3 separate regions of the Mus musculus genome follow, and all the other regions are linked to region 3. Evidence: chromatin contacts called from public Hi-C and HiChIP or PLAC-seq data. All regions are on one chromosome and are shown on one strand. The core of a region is the stretch at or near the end of the contact, and the rest is flanking DNA. Distances in the headings are between cores, read along the strand shown.

Region 1 (4,079 bases), core at 1,195-3,694, 220 kb before region 3:
TCCCTCCCTCCCCCCTATTCCCTCTCCCCTCTCTCCTTCATCCCCCTCCACTCTCTCTCTTCTCTATCCTCTCTCCACTCTCTCCTCTCTCTTCTCTTCTCTCTCTCCTCCCTCCTCTCTCTCTCCTCTCTCCTCCACCCCCCTCTCCTCCACCCCCTCTCCTCCACCCCCCTCTCCCCTCTCCCCTCTCCCCTCTCCCCTCTCTCCTCTCCCCTGTCCCCTCTCCCCTCTCCCCTCTCTCTCCCTGGTTCTGTCAGGCTGCCAGGTCAGGTTCTCCAGGGATGAGGTTGGTGAGGAGGTACACAGATGGATTTCCAAGGATCTTTTTTCTTATCCTCACATGGCCCTCAAGTATCACCTTCACTTCTTCTCCATCCACCAACACCTGTTGCCTTCAAAGTTTCCCCCTTTCTATGTTGGGTGTTCCTAAGCCTAAACCTTGACAGTCTATTTGTAAATCTGAGCATGGCTTGCTTGGGAGATTTGAGTGGGTTTCACAGCTTGGCTCTACAGTCTGGTCGGCTTGTGGACAGAGAATATCCATTTCAGGATAGGAGCTTCATCTTTCTTTTCTACACTATCTTTACTAGCTTCTCTGACTCCATGCCTTCCTTTCATCTTTTTGTAGAAGGCCTCAGAAAGATGTACCCTATTTCTAAGTCCATGGCACCTTCTCCATCCCAGTCTAAAGAAGGCTAAGATTTAATTGTTGGTGGTTACCTCTGTTCCTCACTCTCTCCTCTGTCTCCTCTTCCTACCAGAGGGCAATCATTCTGTTTGGTACAATTTGTCTTCTTTATGTATATTCTTAGGGAATTTATAAATTACTTATTTATGTGAAACTTTTCATTTACCTGAGTGCTATTGTACACCGCAATATATTCTATTATATGCCTGCTGCCTTTGTGTCTTTTGTCATCTTTTTCTCAGCATCTCGCTTGCAACAGTGTACGAGTTGCTGTTACCAGATGCACAGTACTTTGTGCCTTGTATCTGCCCCATAGCATCTGGTCAGCTAAGGAGTGTGAGTGCCACTATCAACCTTTAACCACAAACAGTATGCAAATGAGCATCCTTGCCGTCCTTGAACAGGCCTCTCTCTGGACCCATGGGAGAACTTGTTTGGGAGATGAGCTCAGTTAGTACAATAGTATGCCCATGTTGTTCCTCAAGGCCTTGTCAAGGGACTCTTCTCCCTGTGGCACACAGGGGTTCCTCTACCTTCAATTCTATTGCAGCATCTGGTATGTGGGGATGAAGTACTTAAGAATAAGTACCATATTTTTATAGAATAAACTTTATACTCTCTAGCCCATAGATTCCACAATTCTTTCCAAGTTTCAAAACTGAGTGATGTTATACATTTCTGTATACAGAAGAGAGTCTTTTCAAAAAGAACGTGATAATGGTTCTGTTAAATTGCAGGAGTAATGGAATAAAGTTCGAACTATTTTGAGCAAATTGGTCCCCAAGTGTGCTAGACTAGGGGGAAGGGAGAGATGATTATGGTGTCTGGGTCAGTTTCAGAAATGATGGTTTTGGGTGGCTCCCTTCTTACCCGTGATACCACAGTCTACTTTGTTCCTCAAAGCTCTGTATTCCCCCTCCTTCTCAGAAATGCTCAGAAGCCCCCTCTTTGTCACAGCTCTGCTTCCCACAGGTTAGAACTTTCTGGAGGTTCCTCTCTCCTTCACCTAAACTGCATGCAGCAGCAGGACGACAGCCCCATCCTTCCCTTTGACTTAATTGATATCAGTTGTTTGCCATTTTCACTGTTGGATGGGAGAGATTGAAATAGCTCTCCATCACTGAAAAGCTGTGCACCCCAGGGAAGGAGGGAAAAGCCTAGCAGAGAGGCACCCTTCCAAGTCAGTATGCATAAGAGTGTTTCTGCAGGGCAGCTGGCCTAAGTACACACACACACCTTCCCTCCCTACCCCTTCTTCTCCCCTCTGGGCTTTCTCCTTCATGACAGTCTAATGAAGGACTGGGCTGGGAGTGGAGGTCCCCTGATTACACACAGATCTATACGTGCACATACCAAAGAGAAAATGCATATAATCATATTAAGGCAGTTTGTTTTCCTATCTCTATAGTTTATAGTGATGTAAAGTTGACAGTTTCTAGGCATTGGCTTTCCCTAAATAAGCCCTCTGTGTTTTTCCTGGATGTGAAAGATAGTATTCACAGCCAGCAAAGAGCACTTGAGAAATTCTTGGGGACTGAGTGGTGCTCCGGTCCATCTTCCTTGCTTAACAATCAATGAATAACTCATCAAAAAGTGCGATTCCATCTAATTAAAATCAGCAAGGCAGTCTATGGAATCGAAGCCATGCGGACCAAACTATTTGGATCGCAGAACTCAGACATCCGATAGCTCCAGCCCAAGCCTGCTGCTTTCCAAATGTGGCAGCACAATCACTCACACTGTGGAGTCTGCTCAGCATATCCCCTGAAGCTCACACCTCCCTGGGTCAAGTCTGTGTTCACACGGATTTGCTGTAGACACTGGCAACACAAAGCAGGGCCTCTGACGCAGCACTCATTTAAAGCTTCTTTTCAAACAGGAGAGCATTTGTGCTACACGTATGCTCATTAGGAAGTCTCCACCCAGAGCTATCAGGCACAAGGTCTTACCCAGACATTAGCACACTCAGGTTGATCCTCAATTTGGCATGACTTTTTCAGCTTTGTTGTTCATTCAGATACCTCCTTGGGTTGAACATAGCGCTCCAGACCTGTCTGGGACTCTCTTTTGCCTTTACCTCAGACATTGTTCAATATCCCGTCATGACTTCACTTTCTTAAATCTTCGAGTTTCTTAGAAGAAAGGAGATAATTTAAAGGCAAAATCAACAAAGGACTCTTTCAAACTAAATGGTCTCTATTTTCAATAAACTAAGTTATTCAGACCAGCTGAGAAAAATTGCACTTTAAAAAGAGTCAGACAAGTGCTAGGCAGTGGTGGCACATACCTTTAATCTCAGCACTCAAGAGGCAGAGGCTGCAAACCCCTTCAGCTCCTTCAGTCCTTTCTCTAGCTCCTTCATTGGGGACCCTGTGCTCAGTCCAATGGATGGCTGTGAGCATCCACTTCTGTATTAGTCAGGCATTGGCAGAGCCTCTTGGGAGACAGCTATATCAGGTTCCTGTCAGCAAGCACTTGTTGGCATCTACAATAGTATCTGGGTTTGGTGGTTGTATATGGGATGGATCCCCAGGTGGGGCAGTCTCTGGGTGGTCCATTCTTCAGTCTCTGCTCCACACTTTGTCTCTGTACCTCCTTCCATGGGTATTTTGTTTCCCCTTCTAAGAAGAATCGGTGTCCACACTTTGGTCTCTAACCAGTACCCCCAGAGCTCCCTGGCACTAAACCACCAACCAAAGCCATGGTGGGACTCATGACTCCAGCTGCATATGTAGCAGAGGATGGCTTAGTCGGTCATCAGTGGGAGGAGAAGCCCTTGGTCCTGTGAAGGTTCTATGCCCCAGTATAGGGGATTGCCAGGGCCAGGAAGCAGGAGTGGGTGGGTTAACGAGCAGAGAGAAGGGGGATGGACAGGGGTTTTTAAGAGGGGATAGGGGATTTTAGGAGGGGAAACCAGGAAAAGGGATAACATTTGAAATGTAAATAAAGAAAATATCTAATTAAAAAAAGAAAGAAAGAAAAAGAGGCAGAGGCAAGTAGACCTCTATGAGAACTGGCCAGCCAGATCTACAGAGCAAGTTCCAGGATAGTCAGGGCTACACAGAGAAACCCTGCCTCAATACTCCTCCCAGCCCCAAAAGAAAATTAAATAAGCATACATTTAGAAGACTTTCATCCTTGTGAATTGACATATTCTGTGCATTTCTATGCCGTGGAGTTTTCTCCAAGTGAACTGAGCCAGTTGGGGATCCCTGCCTACAACAAATGGTGTACAACCCCTCTGTTCATGTACAATGGTATTCACAGACACTGGCTTCTTGAGAAAAGGGCAGATCAGCCAGGGTTGAGTGTAATGATTCACCAGGGTGAATCATGAAACCATCTGATCCTAACTGGTCATATGTACCTACGGAAATGCATCTCTTGAGCA
Region 2 (4,516 bases), core at 845-3,344, 140 kb after region 3:
GAGGTGCGAGCACTGTGTACAGTAGCTGTTAGACTCCGAACAAAGGTGTTCAACCACAAGTTGGCTGTAAGATAGTTTACATTTCAGGAGAGAGGCCCAAGCTATAGACACAAATCTGAGAGATGTGGGAATTCAAGATGAGACTTGAAGTTTTAAATGTGGAGAAGACTGGCAGAGGGGCCAACCACAGAAAAGAGGGACGAGCAGGAATCAAGGCTCAGGCTCTGGAGAACCAGGGTTCCTCTGGGGTGATGAGGAAATGAATGCGCAACCACGACAGAAACTGGTCTATGGGGACCAAGGATGGGGTAACACTGCCATGTCAGGGGCTTGACTTCTGCTTCAGGGGAGCAGTGGTGAGAAGGTGGGGACACAGGCATTGAGGGCGAGGACAGAGGGAGCTGTCATCACCAACACAGACTCCCTAAGGAGGCCTCTGGGCCAGGAGCCATGGAACCCAAGAGCAGGCAGAGATGGACATCCTGAGGCAGGGTATGGCTACTGCTGGGGTCTGACAGATGAGGGGTCACCGAACACTCATGTCCTGACAGGAAGGACTTATTAGAGGACTTATTAGCAACTGACAGTGGAGAAGGGGCAGGAATGGGCGAGACTCCCAGGACAGGAGGAGGCAACAGGAGAGAAGCAGACGGCCTTCCATGGTAGGCCAGTGTGGGTGAGGAGAACTTCTGAAGGTCTGGAGTAAAAAGCAAGAGCAACTAGATTGAGGCAGAAGGCAAGTAGACCAGGACAGCGGATGCCGCTGTGGGTAGTTGAGAATAGCAGACCTGCTGGGGCTGGGCAGGACTAGCAACACCACCATGAGCTTTGCAAAGGCAGTTACCTATGGAGGTCAAGGAATTCACTCCCCAGGGGCCAGGCATTTTTGCAGGGCAGGGGCAAAAGTAGCAAGGTGAGGGAGAGCACAATGGGCAGGACAGTGTCCATGCACAGCAGACCAGGGGACAACTGACCTCATCAGGACTTGGCTAAGCAGTGCAAGAGGTGATTTAAAAAAAAAAAAAGTAGTTCTTAATGGGTAGCAGGTAACGACATCTGAAACACACATGTAAACCCAGCCTGGGACACCAGGTTTCACAGAAACTCTAGCAGACAGAAGAAAAGCAGAGTAGCCGCCACTGAGGTAAAGCCAGTTTTTGGTGTGGGGATGGAACCCAGAGCCTGGTGCTTACCAGGCAGGGGCTCCTCTGCTGAGCTCTGCTAGCCCTGGGTATCTGGAGTTTGTTGCTTCTTAATAGAGGAGAGGATTAACTAAATCTTATCCTCTAGTAACTCACAGAAATGAGTGAGCCAGCCAAACCTTCATCCAAACCTTGGCTTGGCAAAGTAGAAATGACTGAAATTTGCATTTTCTTTCATTGGAAACATTTGTGTTGTATGGATTAATGACTGGGTCCAGTTCACCAACAATTTATTTCCACTAATGATCTGACAAGTCCAGAACATTTGCAAGATGGCAACGAGGCAGCTTAATCTTTCCTCTTACTCTCCAGTGGTTGCAAGCTTTTGCCTTGCCGTGTGGCTCAAGCCGGCCTGGAGCCCTCCCCCCTCCGGGCAGCACTGTGTGTCAGAAGCTTCTGTGCACAGAAACAAGTGCGTGTGTCAAGCCTAAAGCTGCCACAAGGGAAAAACTCGGGCACGTCCTGCCACAACTCCTGACCCTGATTTGGAAGAACCCCAGAATAAGACAGGATGCCAGAAAAAAGACAGACGGAAAACGAAGAGAAAGAGTGTTAGGGTTGGGAATGGATGGTGGGAGGCAGGGCTCCTCACTGGAGGCCCCAGTGGGAGGCAGGGTTTCCTCTGGCTGTCTTTCCCACCTGCAGGAAGTGTAGGCAGCTAGCGCTCAGCTCTGCCACATCCTGGTGCAGGAGCCTGCCTGTCCAGCCAGGCTGCTGACGCCCAGTTAGTGGGTCCCACACGGAGGGGCAGGCGAGCAGAGCAAGCCCACTGTGCTGGCTTGCTCACACCTCAGCTCTGCTCTCTTGTTTCTGTTATCTCTGACTGGGTCAGTGAGCTCGGTGCAGAGGAGGCTCTGCTGAGAGCTCTGGAACATTTCTGGCTGGCTGTGTCATGGCTGCTGAGGGTGTTCACACTGATGCAGAATGCTTGGCTGTGGATGTCTATCCACAGAGCAGGAGGTTGGGAGGCGCCCCCGGCCTGAGGTGCCTTCTCCAGTGCCCAGCACAGAGCCTGGCTGATGCCTGCCATGAGCCTTACCTTTCTCTTCTCCAGCACCTGCAGGTGTGGCAGGAAGACCAGGACAGGGGGACTCTGTGAACTCAGGCAGGACACTCACATCTCTGCGGGCAAAGGGAAGACAGGAAACCATGACTTCCATGCAGGAAAATTGAAAACCGCATTGCCAAATCTCCTTTGAGTCTGACCATAATCCCTTCAGAAACACAGATATGAAAGATGCACAGAGCCAGGCAAGAGCTGAGGGATACTATGACGTCTTGCCTGAAACAACCAACTGGACTACCGTGGCGTCAGCTGCAGCTTCCAATATAGACAGCAGCAGTCTTCACAGCCCAGTGGCTTTCTACCTCTGACAGGTCACAGGGAGCTTTCATGTGTGTGAGCCAAGTCTTCCTCACACGGCATCCAGGGGCCCTGGTGTCACGCCAAAGTGCTGTCCTGCATGCTGATGCCACATTCCTCTCATTATGAAAGACACTGCTGACCCTCAGTCATCACTGGTTCCACATGGGTGGTCTGAGAACTTCTGGAGGGAGTCCTGCACAGCAGCTGCCGTGTACTGTGGGATGGGACCTACAAAGGCTGAGTGGGCACTGAAAACCCACTCGTCTTTCTCTTGTAAGGATGCCCTAAAAGGCTGCCTGACACTGCCATCACCATTTGTACCAAGTTAGCACTCTCAGTATATGGACATGACTTGATGTATATGGGAAGACTGGCAAAAATAGTCCTGTGAAAATAGTCTCATTTTGTCCCTATTTTGAGACAGGGTTTTGCCACATAATACTGGATAATCAGTCTAGTCCTTAGTAGTGCAAAGCACAGGCTACTCAAATTCATGACAATCCTCCTGCCTCAGTCTTCTGAGTGCCAGAATGACAGGCACATGTCACCATCCATGTTATATGAGGGATCTGTAGAGTTGGCCATGTGTGTAGGTCCTAGAATCTACTACGAATAGAAGCTGGGGGGCAACTGTATCTCTGCTCCCCACCCCCATCCAATGCTGAAGAAAGCATTGTACAAAGAGACTGTGACTATGTCTACCAGGCCCTTGGAGGCACTGAACTATTGGTGCACAGACTGAATTCAAGTCCTACTCAGGGGAGATGGTTCCTAGTGTGGCCACATCGTTGAGAAGACAACAAAACCAGAGAGTCTCCACATGAGCCATGATGATGGTCACTAATATAATCAGATCTGGCTTCTCTGTCTGTAAAAGGCTTTTCGACTTCAGCCTACATAGCAAAGCACCAAGAAGCACCTCACTGACAGAAAAGCAGAACGTGGCCCTGAGGCAGCGAGGAGCGAGGGAGGACCTCCAATACTCACGTAGAGCTGCAGACGTGCTGTGGGAGGCTCAAGGGGACCGAAGCTTCTGAAGGGAAATTCTGTGGGGAAACACCATCTCCTGCATTGAAAGCAAGGTGTTATCAGAGCATGTTGACATGATATAGCTGTTTCACTTTAAACCAGCATACATTCTCGTTCTTTGAATTATGGATGGTTTGCCTGTGTGGGCACAGGTGTGTGTCCCCATGCACGGGGATGGCAGAGGTCAGTGCTGGAGGTCTTCTTCTGTTATTTTCTTGGATGTTGTGACAAGGCCTGCCCCTAAACACAGAGCTAAACCCATGAGCTCCAAGGATCTGCCCTTGCCCCGCCCTCCAGAGCATCACCACACCAGCATCCATGTGGGTGGTGCTAGGTATCCAAGTTCAGGATGCTTTTCCTGTCATGCTCTAACCTTCTGGCACAACGTGAAGACTGTACTACCATCCTTCAAGTACCATCCTTTCTTCCTCCACAAATCTGCCCTTCTATGTTTCCTAGAAGTTAGTTTTCAATTCAAGCCCCGTGTGTGTACTGCTTGGAAAACTCTCGATCCTTTGGTAAACAGAGTACAAAAATAGTGTGTGAAAAACAGGCTGACTCTAGCTATGAAAATCCTCCTCACCCACCAAAATGCCAAAAGCCTGTCCCTCATCTACTCTGTGTTTCCACAAGACAGAGACTTTCTCCAAGGAGGGGGCCTATCTGTTCACAGAGGCTGAGAAAATTGTAACCTTTTTACACATGAAGCACATTACCAACTAGACACGCAACATGTACCTGTGACACTGCAACCTCGGGAGCATCAGGGAAACCCTGAGGGGGTGAGTGGAGAACAGGGAGGGAAACAGAAGGATGCTGAGGACCTGGGCTGCAGTTTCTCGTCTACCTTTTCCCTCTTGGCATTTGAATTTGGATTTGAAGCCCGAATTCTGCACATGCTAAGCCACTGAACTATTCC
Region 3 (4,530 bases), core at 435-2,934:
GCCACGAGTAGTGAATACCTGAGAATACTAGAATTCCATTTCAGCGTTCAGCCTGTGTAGCTGTTTGGTTTAACTTTTTTGTATTTGTGTGGTTTATTTTCAAACTAGTTTTTACCTGGGGAGAAAGTCTAAGCCTCTGGCTGCTTCAGCTAGACACGGGAAGGTCTAGAGCCAATTGGATGGAAACGGCTCCACTCAGGCAGGCCTTCAGCAGAGCAGGAAAGATGGAGCTGGACTTTTAAAGACTCCCATTGCGGGCTCCCTCTGGGTGTTTACCTGCTTCGACTATGGCCAGAAGTGGGTAGGAAATAGCATTTTATCGTCCTCTCGTCACTCCTTAAACTCTCATAAACTGCGGGACCACAAAATGTGCTGACCCCCTAAATCCTGAGCTCACCATCCAGATGGATGGAAAATGTAAATCAGGCAGCAAACATCCAACCCAGCTGTTAAATCCAGGAAGCAGCAACAATGTGTCCACCTTACACTTGAAAGAGGATTGTTGGGGGGGGGGGGGGCAAAGAGGGGAAGTCACTACCCAGGACTTGCAAGGTCCCACTTAAAGAGAGGCTGACTCTTAAGACAAGGGAAGGTTTGGGGAAGAGACACCCCCCCCCTTAACCCACCCCCTGCGCACGTCCAAACTGTCTCTCTGTACTCCTTTCCCCGCCTGGCACCTTACAATCCACTTACCCTAACATTAGGTTCCCTGTTCTACAGAGCAGAGGATGGCCCGATGGGTGACCAGGATGGCGTGACCAGGATGGGTGACCAGGATGGCGTCCCTGGTTGTTAGGGGATGAATGGGCCAACTATGCTGAGGACATGACTAACTCTTGTGACCACAGAGGTCTCTGCCCGTTCCTGCCCACCTTCTGACCTTGGTACTCATAAGCCCCATTTATTGCTTTGGTGGCCTATACTGAGGTAATCCTGAACCCCTATGTATTAGAGCCCGTGCAGCCTTCAAGCATAGACATCTCTTCAGAGGTCAAATTTTCTCCTCCAAAGAGGAGAAATGGCGGGCAAATTCGTGATGCCTCTGACAAGTCCTCCACAGTGACAAAATCCTATAGACACCCCAGCAAAATAGCAACTCCGTGCATGGCTGCAATTCCATTTTATAAGTCAGAATGTGTCGTGAGGCTGTGGAATCACATTGCTCAAGCCAGTCTGCTCAACTTGGGCTGGAGAACCGGGAGGAAAAAGCCCAGGCCACAAAGAGTCTAGTACTGCTGGTTTATGGTTACTCGGGGACAGGGACGCAGTGCTGAGACTTAAAGGCTGCTGCACATCGATACGGGCGCAGGCCACGCGGGGCGTGAAACGCGTTCCAGCCCTGATCCGACTGCAAGGCAGCTAGCCCGGCTCCACGCGTGTCCTCGACTTTCGTTGCCTCCTCCTCGCTCTCCCCTCGCTCTCCCTGGGACAGGGTGGCCCGCGCTTGTCTGCTTGCAAGGCAATCACCAGAGCGCGCGCGCAGGGGCTGCTGCCTCGGGGTGGGGGCGCAGCCCGAATTTCCTGCCAGCGAGCGCGTGAGGGGCATTCTCAACGCAGCCAGCCCCAGAAAGTAGTGACCGGCCTCCTCGGATTACTCCGGTTTGGCTCCTCCCTTGCTCCCCCTCCTCCACCTCCAGATTTGCATAAAAAAGGCCAAGAAAACTCTGGCTGGGCCCCAGCCTCTGCTCACTCTGCTCCCCCGGGTCGGAGCCCCCCGGAGCTGCGCGCGGGCTTGCAGTGCCTTGCCCGCGCCGACCTCCCGGCGCCCGGCTTCGCGCGTTCGCGCCGCCCGCTGTCCAGAGCCCCCACGAGCAGAGCGAGGGAGTCCCGGACGAGCTCGAGCTCCGGCCGCCTCTCGCTTCCCCCGCTCGGCTCCCTCCGCCCCCCGGGGGTCGCTAGTCCACGATGCCGCGGGGCCCTGCCTCGCTGCTGCTGCTAGTCCTCGCCTCGCACTGCTGCCTGGGCTCGGCGCGTGGGCTCTTCCTCTTCGGCCAGCCCGACTTCTCCTACAAGCGCAGCAACTGCAAGCCCATCCCCGCCAACCTGCAGCTGTGCCACGGCATCGAGTACCAGAACATGCGGCTGCCCAACCTGCTGGGCCACGAGACCATGAAGGAGGTGCTGGAGCAGGCGGGCGCCTGGATTCCGCTGGTCATGAAGCAGTGCCACCCGGACACCAAGAAGTTCCTGTGCTCGCTCTTCGCCCCTGTCTGTCTCGACGACCTAGATGAGACCATCCAGCCGTGTCACTCGCTCTGCGTGCAGGTGAAGGACCGCTGCGCCCCGGTCATGTCCGCCTTCGGCTTCCCCTGGCCAGACATGCTGGAGTGCGACCGTTTCCCGCAGGACAACGACCTCTGCATCCCCCTCGCTAGTAGCGACCACCTCCTGCCGGCCACAGAGGAAGGTAAGCCTTCCCTATTCGATCCACCCACTCCCAAGAAGCCTGAGGTGCTAGGACCTGGGGAGTGGGGTGGGTGGGGTGGGGGACACCCCGCAGCCACCACTCCACATCCTAGTTTGTCCAGGCTGGAGGTCCCAACCTTGGATATGGCAGCTCTCCTTGCCCTAATCTGTTGCCATACGGAGTTAGAGATATCCACCCATGCGCCAAGATTCCTCCTTGGTTCTAACAGTTCCTCTTAGGTAGTTAAGAAAGCCAAACAAAAGTGGCAAGCCTTTTTTTAAGATTCTTGCTCTGCGTCCCCGCTTCTGAAAGCATTTACCATGATTGGGTCCTAGTGATGAGCACCCAGGCTCAGCCTCTCTCTGCACGTTCTTGTCCCACTGGATAAAAACAAACGATACACGTTGATCACCTTTTGAGATTGTTTTTTTGTCCTTCGCCAATGTAGGTTTGGAGATAAAAAAACGAAGACTGTCTGGGAGCGAGTGGAACCCTGACTATTGGTTTTAACTCCCCAGGTGTTTGGGGGAGAGAGGCTAAAGGCAATCAACAGGACTCATCTCTCTGTCACTATCTGCTTTTATCTTAGGAGTGGTTTTAATTAGCTGGGGAAAAAATCATGCAGAAGAGTTCCCTCAAGTTTTTAGAAAACAGAGGGAAGTTCATAGGCAAAAACCATCAAAGCAATGAAAACCTCATGCACTCTTGATACTTTTCCTGAAAGGAAAAAGTATACAATGTGTCTGAGCTGATTTGGGCCCCGGAGATAGAAAAGGGGGCTTCCTTACCCCTCTCTGGCTGCAGCCGCATCTCCCTTTCAATCGCTAATTTTTTTCCTGCAGACATCATTAGTTAAAGAAAATACAAAGTTGTTTAGCAATCTTTCCTGGCAGGCACCATGAGTCTGCAATCATCTTATTGGTTAGGTTTCTAATTTATTGCAAATGTTTGGCATTTTTCAAACATTTGCCCAACATATACAATAGAATAACCAATACAGGTTGGTAGCATTTCATACACACTCCGAGCCTCCCGATTGGAAGTGTTTCTCTCTGGTTGGGTAGGGCTGGGGTTGTTTTGTGGGGGTTGCCTTTGTTGTTTTTCTTCCTGCCATCAACCCAAATAGACACAGGGTATTCCTCCAGAGTTCACTTTCCTCCTTCAAAATAAGCCTGGACGCCTGCGAAGTTTGCTTGATATTTTCAAAAATCAGATAACTTTTCTTTTATGGGTCACAAGGTTTTTTTTTTTCTTTTTCCCTGTGAAAATTTGATTTCATACTAGTGAAAACCTACAAGATTGCACTTGAATTTTAATGATATCATTGGGCATATTTATAAATTAGAGAAAGAAAGTGTTTCCTTCATGAGAGTATGTTTTTTCACGAGGGCCCCAGACAGACTGATAGCTGTAAGCCCACAGCGCGCGCGCACACACACACACACACACACACACACACCGGGTCTGTTCAGACAAACCCCACCAGGAAGTTCTTACTCACTCACATCGCCTTGTCCCTAGGTTTATTTGCTGGCACAGGCAAGGCTAGGCAACAAGCACCTGTACCAAGGAGCTGGAGTGGGGGGATAATGAAATAAATCATAACTGAACCGCAGACTTGGCAGGGAGTACAAGGTGAAGGAGAGCCGGTTATTTGCTGGCTGTGGGAATGACTGAGCTGTGCTTCCAAGATGCAAACAAGCAGGCCCTATAGGTTCCTCGCAGCACAGCACTGCCATCCTTCCCAGCCCAGATGAGGAAAAAAAAAATCTGCAAAAGATCCCTAGAGCCCTGCTGAGCAGGAGGGGCTTTCTCCATGTCCTGCAGATGAGAAGCATCTTTCCATTGTGTTTTATGGTTATACCTTTTCCCATGCCCCTGTGGGGTTTGGATTCCTGACGGTCTTCTTAGAGATCCTGGGATGGCTGGAGTCATGTGAGGAGGGGAAGGAACTGAGAAGCACAGACTCTCCAGAGCATCTTGCCACACACTCCTACCCACCCACTGTCCACGGCTCCTACCCACCCACTGTCCGCAGCTCCCTTTTTATTTGAGGGCTAGTGCTCATAAAGCTAGACATGCGGCCACTCTGATGTCACCCAACCAGAGTTGGAAAGGGCAGC

What was found. Hi-C and Micro-C count contacts between places; a contact is called where the count stands out from the background. HiChIP or PLAC-seq counts read pairs in DNA pulled down with a chosen protein or histone mark.
Region 1: a contact with region 3 is called in an H3K4me3 HiChIP or PLAC-seq map of craniofacial prominence, with 4 times the contacts expected there. The contact joins the enhancer-like site here to the promoter of Sfrp2 in region 3. A contact is called at or near these places in 2 of 39 promoter capture datasets (cranial neural crest and maxillary cranial neural crest), 2 of 484 Hi-C or Micro-C datasets (nephron progenitors and palatal mesenchyme) and 3 of 115 datasets of contacts at active chromatin or transcription factors (craniofacial prominence, embryonic limb bud and embryonic stem cells).
Region 2: a Hi-C map of cerebellum shows a contact between it and region 3, with 2.8 times the contacts expected there. The contact joins the enhancer-like site here to the promoter of Sfrp2 in region 3. A contact is called at or near these places in 4 of 39 promoter capture datasets (the 3T3-L1 cell line, embryonic stem cells and maxillary cranial neural crest), 1 of 15 datasets of contacts at CTCF or cohesin (embryonic stem cells), 4 of 484 Hi-C or Micro-C datasets (cerebellum, embryonic stem cells and palatal mesenchyme), 5 of 115 datasets of contacts at active chromatin or transcription factors (all in embryonic stem cells) and 4 of 9 other capture datasets (adipose tissue, embryonic stem cells, liver and 1 more).

Annotation. Positions count from the first base shown.
Region 1 is chr3:83,539,292-83,543,370 of GRCm38.p6, forward strand. No RefSeq gene overlaps it. Among named protein-coding and RNA genes, the nearest start is that of 1700028M03Rik, 33 kb to the right of the region's middle. Within about 2 kb of position 2,445, at least 13 of the 459 cell types and tissues checked have an H3K27ac peak or open chromatin away from gene starts, as enhancers often do. A contact at or near this core is called in palatal mesenchyme, where this site is marked.
Region 2 is chr3:83,902,792-83,907,307 of GRCm38.p6, forward strand. Tmem131l (transmembrane 131 like) reads right to left here. Exons shown (of 35, transcript NM_172681.4): 30 at 3,556-3,634; 31 at 2,242-2,324. Among named protein-coding and RNA genes, the nearest start is that of Tlr2, 63 kb to the left of the region's middle. Within about 2 kb of position 2,095, at least 18 of the 459 cell types and tissues checked have an H3K27ac peak or open chromatin away from gene starts, as enhancers often do. A contact at or near this core is called in cerebellum, where this site is marked.
Region 3 is chr3:83,764,637-83,769,166 of GRCm38.p6, forward strand. It overlaps Sfrp2 (secreted frizzled-related protein 2), which reads left to right and starts at 1,685. Exons shown (of 3, transcript NM_009144.2): 1 at 1,685-2,407. The coding sequence starts at 1,906.